Regions from separate parts of the Sus scrofa genome. Here region 1 is linked to region 2. The links are chromatin contacts, called in public HiChIP or PLAC-seq maps. All regions are on one chromosome and are shown on one strand. The core of a region is the stretch at or near the end of the contact, and the rest is flanking DNA. Distances in the headings are between cores, read along the strand shown.

Region 1 (5,484 bases), core at 914-3,413, 150 kb after region 2:
GTTAAGTTAAACTAATCTGTGTTTGAGGTTTCTTCTTGCACGAGACTAAATATTACTCTTCAGATTTCCATTGAAGTGAATAGTGACTTGAGTTTTTCTCCTTAACAGCAAAAGACATAAATTCAGATGCATACAAGAGCCTCCTGGGGGATTTATAAAAAAAAGGAAAGCAAGTTAGGCATAAGCTTTTGGGCAAAGGGAATGGAGAGAGCATACCCCTGTGGAGAGGGGGTAGCTGCCATCCACACTAGGGGGTGGGTACTATGCATGAATGTCATCTCGCGGGTGTCCAGAGCATATAGTTGTTTTGAAAGAAGTCCAGAATCTGGACTATCAGATATTCTGTAGTTTAGACAGAAGTCTACAGCCTGAAATGTGGTGTGAAAGATCCTAGTTTGCAACCTCTGATTTAATCTGTATTCCTTGCTTAATGTTTGAAAATTAGTAGCCTAAACTTTTTAATGCAAAATATTAAAATTATTGAAAATTTTACAGATATTTCTTAAAAAGTATCAGTCATCATATTGAAAAAAAAGTTAGAGGTAAAAGGTAGGAGGACAGCATTAGTCATCATCTTGACATGAGGCTAGACGACAGATCTCAAAATCAAAACAGTCTCACGGGATGGACCTGTCAGTTTTCGTTTTACCCTTGGGTTACAACCTAAGAACAGCATTTAGAATTTATAACAGTATATGCACACATTGTCTTAATCATATTTAGTTTTGTTCCTTTGGAGAACATTTATTTCTTGAGTGTATATTCAGTTTTACCATCTTTATTTGAATAAAGCAAAATTATTTTCATTGTTGAGGAAGATGCATCGAAGTGTTTTTGTCATGTTTTATAATTATTAAAAACACAAATGTGGTTTATGTATAATTGAAAGCATGTATATATTTTATGGTTAACAGGTATTTAAGCTATGGTTCAGGTCCCAAACGATTCCCCTTGGTAGATGTTCTGCAGTATGCCTTGGAATTTGCCTCAAGTAAACCCGTTTGCACTTCTCCTGTTGATGATATTGACGCTAGTTCCCCATCTAGTGGTTCCATACCATCACAGACGTTACCAAGGTAAAAAAGTTTTCTTCATAGAAGCCATAGCTATGTTACTGTATTGTACAATAATGTAATGAATACCTTTAAAGAAGGCTTTATAAAATATATGTTTTGATTTATTTCAGGGAACTCTAAAAAGATTAGATTCACTTAGAAGATATTATGTCTCCCACGTGCTTTCTTATTTCGCTGTTTCAATTCATTTTATAGTTGTAGGTTGAAATTTTCATCAGACTTATACTTTAGGTTGTTTTCATATATTATATGCATCAACCTTTTATCTGTGAAAATACTACTGTTTAGTTAGAAACTTTTTTTGTAACATGAGCAGGAAGTATTAGGAAGGGAAGGTTTTTATAGTTCCGGTTTATGTAAGATTCATTTACATAAATACGATCACACCATTTCTACCATAGTTCAAAACCTCAGTTTTATTCTTACAAAGATGTAGTTCCATATATTAAGAATTTCATTAGGACATTAGATTAACCTACATATTTCTTTTTTTAAGAAAACCTTTTCCTTTTGAAATTATAAGCCAGTTTAATGCTTGTGTTTGACATAGTCTTTGTCCTGAGCTTCAGTTTGGAAGGTTCAATAGTAAATATTTTATGCTTTAAAAAAAAATAGCACAACAGATCAGCAGGGAGCTCCTTCTTCAGAGCTGCCAAGCACATCGCCTGCATCGATAGCTGCCATTTCATCGAGATCAGTAATACATAAACCATTCACTCAGTCTCGGATACCTCCAGACTTGCCCATGCATCCAGCACCAAGGCATATAACAGAAGAAGAACTCTCTGTGCTAGAAAGCTGTTTACATCGCTGGAGGACAGAAATAGAAAATGACACCAGAGGTAAGAAGCTTCTCATAGCATAACTCTCTCACCTGAAATGGATACGATTAATGTTAACATTGAGAAGAGAAATCACATATGTAAATATTTAAAGTTGTTTTGTTTTGTTTTTCTAGAAAGTGTTTTCTTTAAGATCAAGCAGTTTGGCTTTCATTTTTATGATTTTAATATCAGGTTCAGAGAGACCAAAAGACTTTCCTTGGATTACGTAGCTGATTAATGACCTAACAGATGGTCTAATTTTCTAGTTTGTTGCTCTAAATTTATATCAAACTGGTATTCACAGGTACTCCATTGGCGAAACATTACACAGGATCACATTTTGTATTTACCAGTTGTGTACTTCCCTTGAAGTTTCACAGTGAGTTCAGGTGTTCAAAATTTTTTTATTAGGTTAAGGATTGGAAATGTGAATTTTAACTTTAGTCTGCTCTAGCAGATTTCCAAATATGATCTTTTAGCTCGGTGCCTGTCTGTAACAAGTTTTGTCTGACATGTAGCAAAATAAGAAAAAAAAGGACATTGCTCTGGGGCGGGGTTGGGGGGTGTTGTATGTTATTGTTAAGTTGCCGTCTCTCGATTCTTCGAAGGAACTCTCTTTTATATCTCCGTCCTACTTTACTGTTATCAAAAATCTTTTTGAAAAAAAATTGAATCAATATTAATATGTTGTGGTAGATTTTACCATAATTTTGCTTTCATGTCAGAATGTAATACCCTATTATTCCTCCCCAGTTTTATCCTAAGTCTGTTGATCTGTGAAGAAAGACAAATGTAGGAGTTACTGTTTTATACAAATGTTGGAATTGTGCTAAACAATATCAGTTGCTAGATTTTTGGAAGACCAGCTAGATGCTTTATAGACAAGACACAAATAAAGAGCAGTCCTGATTTAATAGGGAGTAAATAGGGTATGGTGGCAACTAACAGCATTCGTAACTGTGAAGAGTTCCTGTAGTATTTTTCATATATGAGAATTTTTTATGTTTGAAATCATTGGTAAAGATTAGTTAAGCACACAGTTTTTCCTGAATGCTATGCTAGGTGTTGGATAATTTTCTACTGGACTGGGCAGGTTGTGTTTGTTTTATAAGATTATATTCAGAAGGCTGAAAAGCTAAGAAGGTAGCTTTGGCACCAAGGTAGTGGCATTGAGGGAGGAAAGAAATGAATTTCTTGTATTCTTTGAAGACAACTGACAGATTTGAGTCATTGACAAGAGGGGGTTGGGGAAGGTTCCTGTAGTTCTTCATAATGGTGTGAATAACCACACAGATAGAATGCACTTTGGAAAAGGGCAAACTGGTGGGCGAGCAGGCCTTCACCTTGTGGAAAGAAGTAGGAATACGATGAGTCCCCTTTTGGCCATTTTAAGTTAGAGGAACTTGAGAGACATTCATGTCATAAGGTTCTGAACCTATAATACTGTGGATCAAGTAAGATTTCGCTTGGAATGTTTGTTCCCTCCCTTTTGTCCCTGTTAGTATTTGCTGTTAGCATTATAAACCGTTATTTAGTATCCCGATACAGGAGTAGATGTAATTCATTTAATTTCTGTATTGTTATTCACTACCCATAGTGCTGGCCTTCTACATGCATATTAACCTACTTTTTGAGTAGAATATATTAAAAATGTCCTTTCCGATCCAAAGTTTATATATTTTAAATTTTGACTATTTAAAAATCTCCCCCCCCAAACATTGAACCAGTTTATATTCTCACTAATTGTGTGTAAGAGAACCTGTTTCCCAGTATTGTCCCTAGCCCTAGGTACTTTTAAATCTGTAGCAGTTTCAGTTGAAATGAAAATGGTATTTCAGTGTTTTGGTTGCATTTCATTAATTATGAGTGAAATTCTATTTTTCTATGCATTTTTTATATGTGACAGTTATGGTTTTATATGGAGCCCTTTGTCTTTATATTATTGCTTAATAGTAACTTTAATGCTATGGGTATTAACCTGTTGGTTGTAGTGTAGGCCACAAATAATATTTTTCCAGTTTGTCATTTGACTTTCTTTATGTTGATTTTTGTTTTTATAATATAGATTTTCTTAAATTTGGGGAGGTAGTCTTATCTTTTAATTTATGGTTATTGGATTTTCTATCAGGCTTAAAAAGGCCTTTCTCTACTCTAAATTTACTAAATTTTCTGTAGTCTTTGATGTTTTTTTTCCTGATTGTTTTTAACATCTTAATAGTATAGTGTGGTTATACTATAATTTGACCATTTCCCAATTGAGAGATATTTAGGTTGTCTCCAGTTTTGTTTTGTTTTTAATAATTACGGATAATATAGTTATCCCTACCTCTGAGTAATTAGATGAGATAGTTTTCTACTGAAAATAGAAACAATAATGAGAGTCTCATAACTTTATTTCCAGTGGTGATTATGGTGGATTTTTATTCAGGTGTATGTGTGTGTGTGCATGATATGTGGTGCAGTTAATTCATTCTAAAGTTTTTGTGTTTAATACAAATATGTGGGGAGTTTAGCTTTAATTTTCGTTGAAACCTTCCTTTATTTATTGGCTCTGCACATTTTTTTAAATGAACCATATTTGTTTGGTTTTTAATTTTTCATTTGTGCTGTTATCATTCATTAAGGAGAACTAAATTTCATTTTATACAGATTCCAAATAGTAATGTTTTTAAAAACAGTTTTAGGAAGTTTTCGCCATTTCTCTAACATATTGGTAGGAAAACCTTTATTCCCTACTTATAGGTCTCAGTAAAAATATACTTGGTGTTAATCATTAAATGACATCTTTTGTCCTTAGATTTGCAGGAAAGCATATCCAGAATCCATCGCACAATTGAACTAATGTACTCTGACAAATCTATGATACAGGTAAGTTGACTTTTGAGCTAGTAAGCATTATCATAATCATTTACATATTTTAATTTATCTTTGATATTTATCTTTTTTTTTTTTTTTTTTGGTCTTTTTTTGCTATTTCTTGGGCCGCTCCTGCGGCATATGGAGGTTCCCAGGCTAGGGGTCTAATCGGAGCTGTAGCCACTGGCCTACGCCAGAGCCACAGCAACGCGGGATCAGAGCCGTGTCTGCAACCTACCCCACAGCTCACAGCAACGCCGGATCCTTAACCCACTGAGCAAGGGCAGGGACCGAACCCGCAACCTCATGGTTCCTAGTTGGATTCGTTAACCACTGCACCACCACGGGAACTCCTGATGTTTATCTTAATTCTCTTATACATTTTGTTATGAAATTGCTGAACTTAAATATTTTGTATTAGTATTTTCCTCATTCAGTTGTATTCTCATACTGGATTTATTGCCGTTTTGTCTTTTTTTTTCTTCACAGCCATACCGTGGCATATGGAGGTTCCCAGGCTAGGGGATCGAATCAGAGCTGCAGCTGCCAGCCCATGTCACAGCAGTGCGGGATCCGAGCCACCTCTGCAGCCTATGCCATAGCTTATGGCAGCTCTGGATCCTTAACCCACTGAGCGAGGCCGGGGATTGAACTACATCCTCATGGATACTAGTCAGATTCATTTCTGCTGAGCCATGATAGGAACTCCCTCTTACCTACCTTTTTAT
Region 2 (5,823 bases), core at 1,950-4,449:
AACAAGGTTTTTGCTTGCCCTGTCTGTAAAAAGGACCTAATAATCTCCAGACATACCAAGTTATCTAACTAGAATAAAATAGTGATAAGAGATAGAAGACCAGGAGCCTACCACAACTTAGTCTCAAAAAGGTAATATAAGGTTAAAATAATAGTACAAGTAGAAATGGTCTTTCAAATTATAGAATGCAGTATACCTATATGGTGGAATTACTGAGTTTTTATTTTTAAAATAAATAATCAGTGGAAAAAGCAACTCCTCACTCAACATTTTAACGCTGGACCATAATCTATACTTCAACTAACTGAATGAAAAAACAAATGGAAAGATTCTCTTTTTCCCAAGTACTCTTCAAGGCTGAGCAATTTTTTAATTATCTGCCAGGAGCAGGAGGGCTTTAATTCAGCTTCCCCTTTTTTCCCCAAACGCATTAAAATTTAGCTTCCAGGAGTTCCCGTCATGGCTCAGTGGAAACAAATTCAACTGGGAACCATAAGGTTGTGGGTTTGATCCCTGGCCTCGCTCAGTGTGTTCAGGATCCAGTGTTGCTGTGAGCTGTGGTGTAGGTCACAGACATGGCTCAGATCCCACATTGCTGTGGCTATGGTGTAGGCCGGCAGCTGTAGCTCCAATTAGACCCCTATCCTGGGAAACTCCATAAGCCGTGGGTGCATCCCTAAAAAGCAAAAAAAGTAAATAAAATAAAATAACTTCCAAAACAAAAAGAAGACTTCACAATAAATCTGAGCAAATAATCAGTATTGCTTAACCGAAAAATGATCAATTACAATTACTTATTGAACTAGTTTTCTTTTTGGTTGTTTTTGTTTGTCTTTGGTTTAGCTCTCTGGATGAGATTTGGTAAAGCAAATGTGATTTTCAAATTTTTACAAAGACTGGTGATTAACTCTCTTTTTATACTGAGAAACTCCTATTTAATTTGCATTTGATGTTATAATGTCTTCAAAGATGAATCATTGACAGTGACTTCTTTGCCTGTGTTTTAATTTTTTAAAAAACTATTGATAATTATGTAACTCTAAGAGGAACCTAGAAATAATTATTATTGCATTAACATGCCTCTATATTGCCTGTGCTTATCATTTATATATAGTCCAGTTTAAAAGTCATCCTATGTTTTCCCCATGTAGCTTCAATGTTTTTTGTTTTGTTTTGTTTTGTTTTCACTTTTTGTGCCTGCACATGTGTCATATGGAAGTTCCCAGGCTAGGGGTTGAATTGGAGCTGCAGCTACTGGCCTACACCACAGTCACAGCAATGCTAGATCTGAGCTTCATGTGTGACTTATAACTCAGCTTGCAGCAACACTGCACTGAGCAGGGTCAGGGATTGAACCAACCCTCATGGATACTACTTGGATTCATTACCACTGAGCCACAATAGGAACTCCCAAATACTATTTTTGAAATACAACCTTAAATGAAATTCATTATTAAAGTAAGATCCTGTATGTTTGAAACAGAAGTTTACTGTAAATATTCAGACATTGTTAAGTTTATTTTTTATGCTGCTAAACTAAAGCTAGGATGACACATTTTTCTTTCTGGGACCTTGAAACACTGCACACACACACACTCAAACATATAAATAGCTCTGGTTCAGATAATGTGATTTTTAAAAGCATGTCAATTTAAGTTGTGAATTATTACACCAATAAGATATAATTAGCCAATCATCTATTTCCCTCATGAATATACTGAAAATTAATAACGCCATTCCTCAAATGACCTTTCAGACTTGACCTCTGGACTGCAGCACACCATGCTTTGACTCACATTATTAATATCCTGGTCCTGATTTAACTCCAATTTATGGAATTAAGTTCAACTCGAAAAAATCAGCAAATACTGTACATAAGCACAAATCTGAATATCCACAGATAATTTATAGCTTCCTACGTCAAACGTTGATGCAAAGCATTTGAGAATAGATTGTGGATTACGAAGGGATGAAATTTCAAGGGGATTGAGTGGGGATTAGCTGCTACTGTTTTGGAATCTCAGGCCTATGGAATGCTAGACCTCTAGACCTCTTGACTCAGATATTCTAGCACAACAGATTTCATAGTTATTAGAGCTACTCACCCCAAGAGACTATACTATCTCTGGTGGCATCTTCCTGTCTGGATCCTAACCCCTCTGTTTTACTTCCTGAATATTTGCTGATCCCTTTCATGAATAATTCTTGTGTTCTCCCAAAGCCCAGAAAGTCTCCTTTCTGACTTCTCTATTCCAAGATGGACATGAGCCAGAACATTTTTAGGAGGTGATTTGTAGTCTCCATTGCTACTCTACTGACAGCACTGAAAACCTAGACGGGGTCAAAAGGTACGCCTATGGTGACCACACACCACTCGGGTCAACACTGCATCAATACCCATGTAGCTCGTTCATTTTGCTTAACTGTTAAAAGCTCTTTTTGTTGTTGTTGTTTTGGCCACACCCAGTCATTTAGAAGTTCCTGGGCCAGGGATCCAACCCACACAATAGCAGCCACCAAGCCTCTGCCTGGATGATGCTGGATCCTTAACCAGCTGAGTCACCAGGAAACTCCAAGGCTCATTTTTCCCTGTCACTCTCTCCACCCACCCACTCAACTGCCTGTATGATGAAGTATCTTGTGTATTTAGAGAAGGCAAACAGATTGGACTATCTGCCCAAACAAAATAGTATGACATTAATCTATAAGATCATATCATGACCAGCCCAGAGAACACAGGGATTCATGCATTCATTATTTGAAAGGAAAATGTACTTGCTTAGAATGAGGACATTTTCAAATTGGGAAAATGTACCTCCTTTATATGGTAATAAGTATGAGATATTGGTATTGAAGGGACAGAAGGCAGGAACTGGAGTCAGATGGGGAGGGTGGGGAGATGTGTGCTAAAGACTTCAGTTTCAATAAAAAGCAAAGCCCGAGGTATATGCTTCCAGAGATCTCAGTAAGCACATCTTCCTTACTTTTCCTTTGTCTTCCCCCCATTCATTTAACTCCCGCTACCTTCAACACACCTGTGGCTATGGGAGCATGGGCAGGGCTGGTTGGGCGGGGAGGGGCCGTGGGATGAAGGAGAGAGGGTGGAGAGGGACAGAATAGTGAGGACTTTGAGGAGCAGAGGAAGGACTGGAGTTTCTACTGTCCCTGACAAAGTCAGCAGGCTACTCCTGCTCTGAGCTGAGTAGCCGGTGACTTCATTCCCAAAGCAGCCAAAGCAGAGCTCTTTCCAAAGAGGGAATCAGTAACTGTTTATATATAAAGGGCAGAATTGCCCAACTGCAATCCGAAGAGAGTTACTTTACCTGTTTGTGAGCTGAGTGTCAAAATGTTTGGGGACACCTCCCATGAATCCTGATGACAGGGAACAGGTTAGCATTACTGGGGGAGGTTGGCAGAGAGGCGCCTGATGCCTGCCTCCCCACTCCTTTCGGAGAAGGACAGAACCATTTTCCCACCATGATGTGGAAGAGCTGTCAAAGTACAAGGAATCAGCTAAGTCAAATACTAGGCTGAAGTCACAGTTGTATTCACTTATTAACAGTGGGAAATTTTCTTTGAAAAAAAAAATCAGCATAGTATATATCAACCTACAAAGGCTGTTAAGACTTAGATCCAAGGATGGTGTGAAAAAAAATTAACAACTCAGAGTTCCCGTCATGGTGCAGTGGTTAACAAATCCGACTAGGAACCATGAGGTTGCCGGTTCAAACCCTGGCCTTGCTCAGTGGGTTAAGGATCCGGCATTGCTGTGAGCTGTGGTGTAGGTCACAGACATGGCTTGGATCTCACGTTGCTGTGGCTCTGGCAGAGGCCAGCACTATAGCTCCGATTAGACCCCTAGCCTGGGAACCTCCGTATGCCCCGGGTGCGGCCCTAGAAAAGACAAAAATAAATAAATAAATAAATAAATAAATATTAACAACTGGAACAACATAGGAAATGACCAGTTAAAGTGGACCCAGGTGAGAGCATTGGAAAAGAGCCCTAGAAGAACTGGGAGACCAGGGGAAGGGCTGGGATGACCGAGGCATTAACAAGTATTTCATGATTTTAATGACCTGTACCTGCAAAACAATGTACCACCTGAATTTCAGCCCCACCTTGATACAAACCAGCTATTGATGGCATACCATTCACGGTGTCTGGCTGACTGATGTTCTGCCAAATAACCAGGAGGAACTTGCTAGGTCACAGCGGCATATACCTTGGCCTGGTTTGTGGTATACACGCTTTACTCCATTGAGTGTTTTCCCATTGGCTAGTTATGGTTTTCCTACCAGAAACTTGGCTCACATGAAAATAATGTTGAAACAAGTTCTATTGCTTTTCCAAAAAAAAAAATTCTAGTAGTTTGGATACTGTATTAATCAAGGGTACCAATGTGGGAAATAATGGATTATTTCATCCAATTTCAGTCAGTGTACAATCAATACAATATAAATATAAACAATAACAAAAATTCACATCAAGGGTCTGCAATAAAATTTACCAATAAGGACAAAGAGTCAAAATCAAGCTTGACACCAGTCAGAATGGCCATCATTAATAAGTCCACAAATAACAAGTGCTGGAGGGGGTGTGGAGAAAAGGGAACCCTCCTGCACTGTTGGTGGGAATGTAAACTGGTTCAGCCACTATGGAGAACAGTTTGGAGATACCTTAGCAATCTATACATAGAACTTCCATATGACCCCACAATCCCACCTTAGAAATCTATACATAGAACTTCCATATGACCCTGCAATCCCACCTTAGAAATCTATACATAGAACTTCCATATGACCCCGCAATCCCACCTTAGAAATCTATACATAGAACTTCCATATGACCCCACAATCCCACCTTAGAAATCTATACATAGAACTTCCATATGACCCTGCAATCCCACCTTAGAAATCTATACATAGAACTTCCATATGACCCCATAATCCCACTCTTGGGCATCTATCTGGACAAAGCTCTACTTAAAAGAGACACATGCACCCGCATGTTCATTGCAGCACTATTCACAATAGCCAGGACATGGAAACAACCCACATGTCCATCGACAGATGATTGGATTTGGAAGAGGTGGTATATATACACAATGGAATACTACTCAGCCATAAAAAGGGTGACATAATGCCATCTGCAGCAACATGGATGGAACTAGAGAATCTCATACTGAGTGAAATGAGCCAGAAAGACAAAGACAAATACCATATGATATCACTTATAACTGGAATCTAATATCCAGCACAAATGAACATCTCCTCAGAAAAGAAAATCATGGACTTGGAGAAAAGACTTGTGGCTGCCTGATGGGAGGGGGAGGGAGTGGGAGGGATCGGGAGCTTGGGCTTATCAGACACAACCTAGAATAGATTTACAAGGAGATCCTGCTGAATAGCATTGAGAACTTTGTCTAGATACTCATGTTGCAACAGAACAAAGGGTGGGGAAAAAAAATGTAATTGTAATGTATACATGTAAGGATAACTTGATCCCCTTGCTGTACAGTGGGAAAATAAAAAATAAAAAAAAAGAAATCAATTAATCAAACTTTAAAAAAAAATCAAGCTTGAACTTTTAAAGTGTATTGGTATTAAACTTCCGTTTCTTAGATTACTTTATATATGTCTTATTCTACAAATGAAAAATGTTTAGATATGTTTTCTGAAGTTCAGCTAAGTATGTTTTCAATGTGACTACTTCAGCTAGTTCCCTGTTAAACATAGTGATCATGGCAAAAATATACCTATTAATTTATGAAGTTATTAATGTTACATAACAAGTGGATAAATATGTGTAAGATACATCTTT

Evidence for each region. HiChIP or PLAC-seq counts read pairs in DNA pulled down with a chosen protein or histone mark.
Region 1: an H3K27ac HiChIP or PLAC-seq map of skeletal muscle shows a contact between it and region 2. The contact joins two enhancer-like sites. A contact is called at or near these places in 1 of 47 Hi-C or Micro-C datasets (skeletal muscle) and 1 of 2 datasets of contacts at active chromatin or transcription factors (skeletal muscle).

Annotation. Positions count from the first base shown.
Region 1 is chr13:180,659,183-180,664,666 of Sscrofa11.1, forward strand. It overlaps USP25 (ubiquitin carboxyl-terminal hydrolase 25), which reads left to right. Exons shown (of 24, transcript XM_021070825.1): 13 at 915-1,076; 14 at 1,692-1,918; 15 at 4,698-4,768. Among named protein-coding and RNA genes, the nearest start is that of USP25, 91 kb to the left of the region's middle. Within about 2 kb of position 2,164, at least 5 of the 83 cell types and tissues checked have an H3K27ac peak or open chromatin away from gene starts, as enhancers often do. A contact at or near this core is called in skeletal muscle, where this site is marked.
Region 2 is chr13:180,511,297-180,517,119 of Sscrofa11.1, forward strand. No RefSeq gene overlaps it. Among named protein-coding and RNA genes, the nearest start is that of USP25, 57 kb to the right of the region's middle. Within about 2 kb of position 3,200, at least 7 of the 83 cell types and tissues checked have an H3K27ac peak or open chromatin away from gene starts, as enhancers often do. A contact at or near this core is called in skeletal muscle, where this site is marked.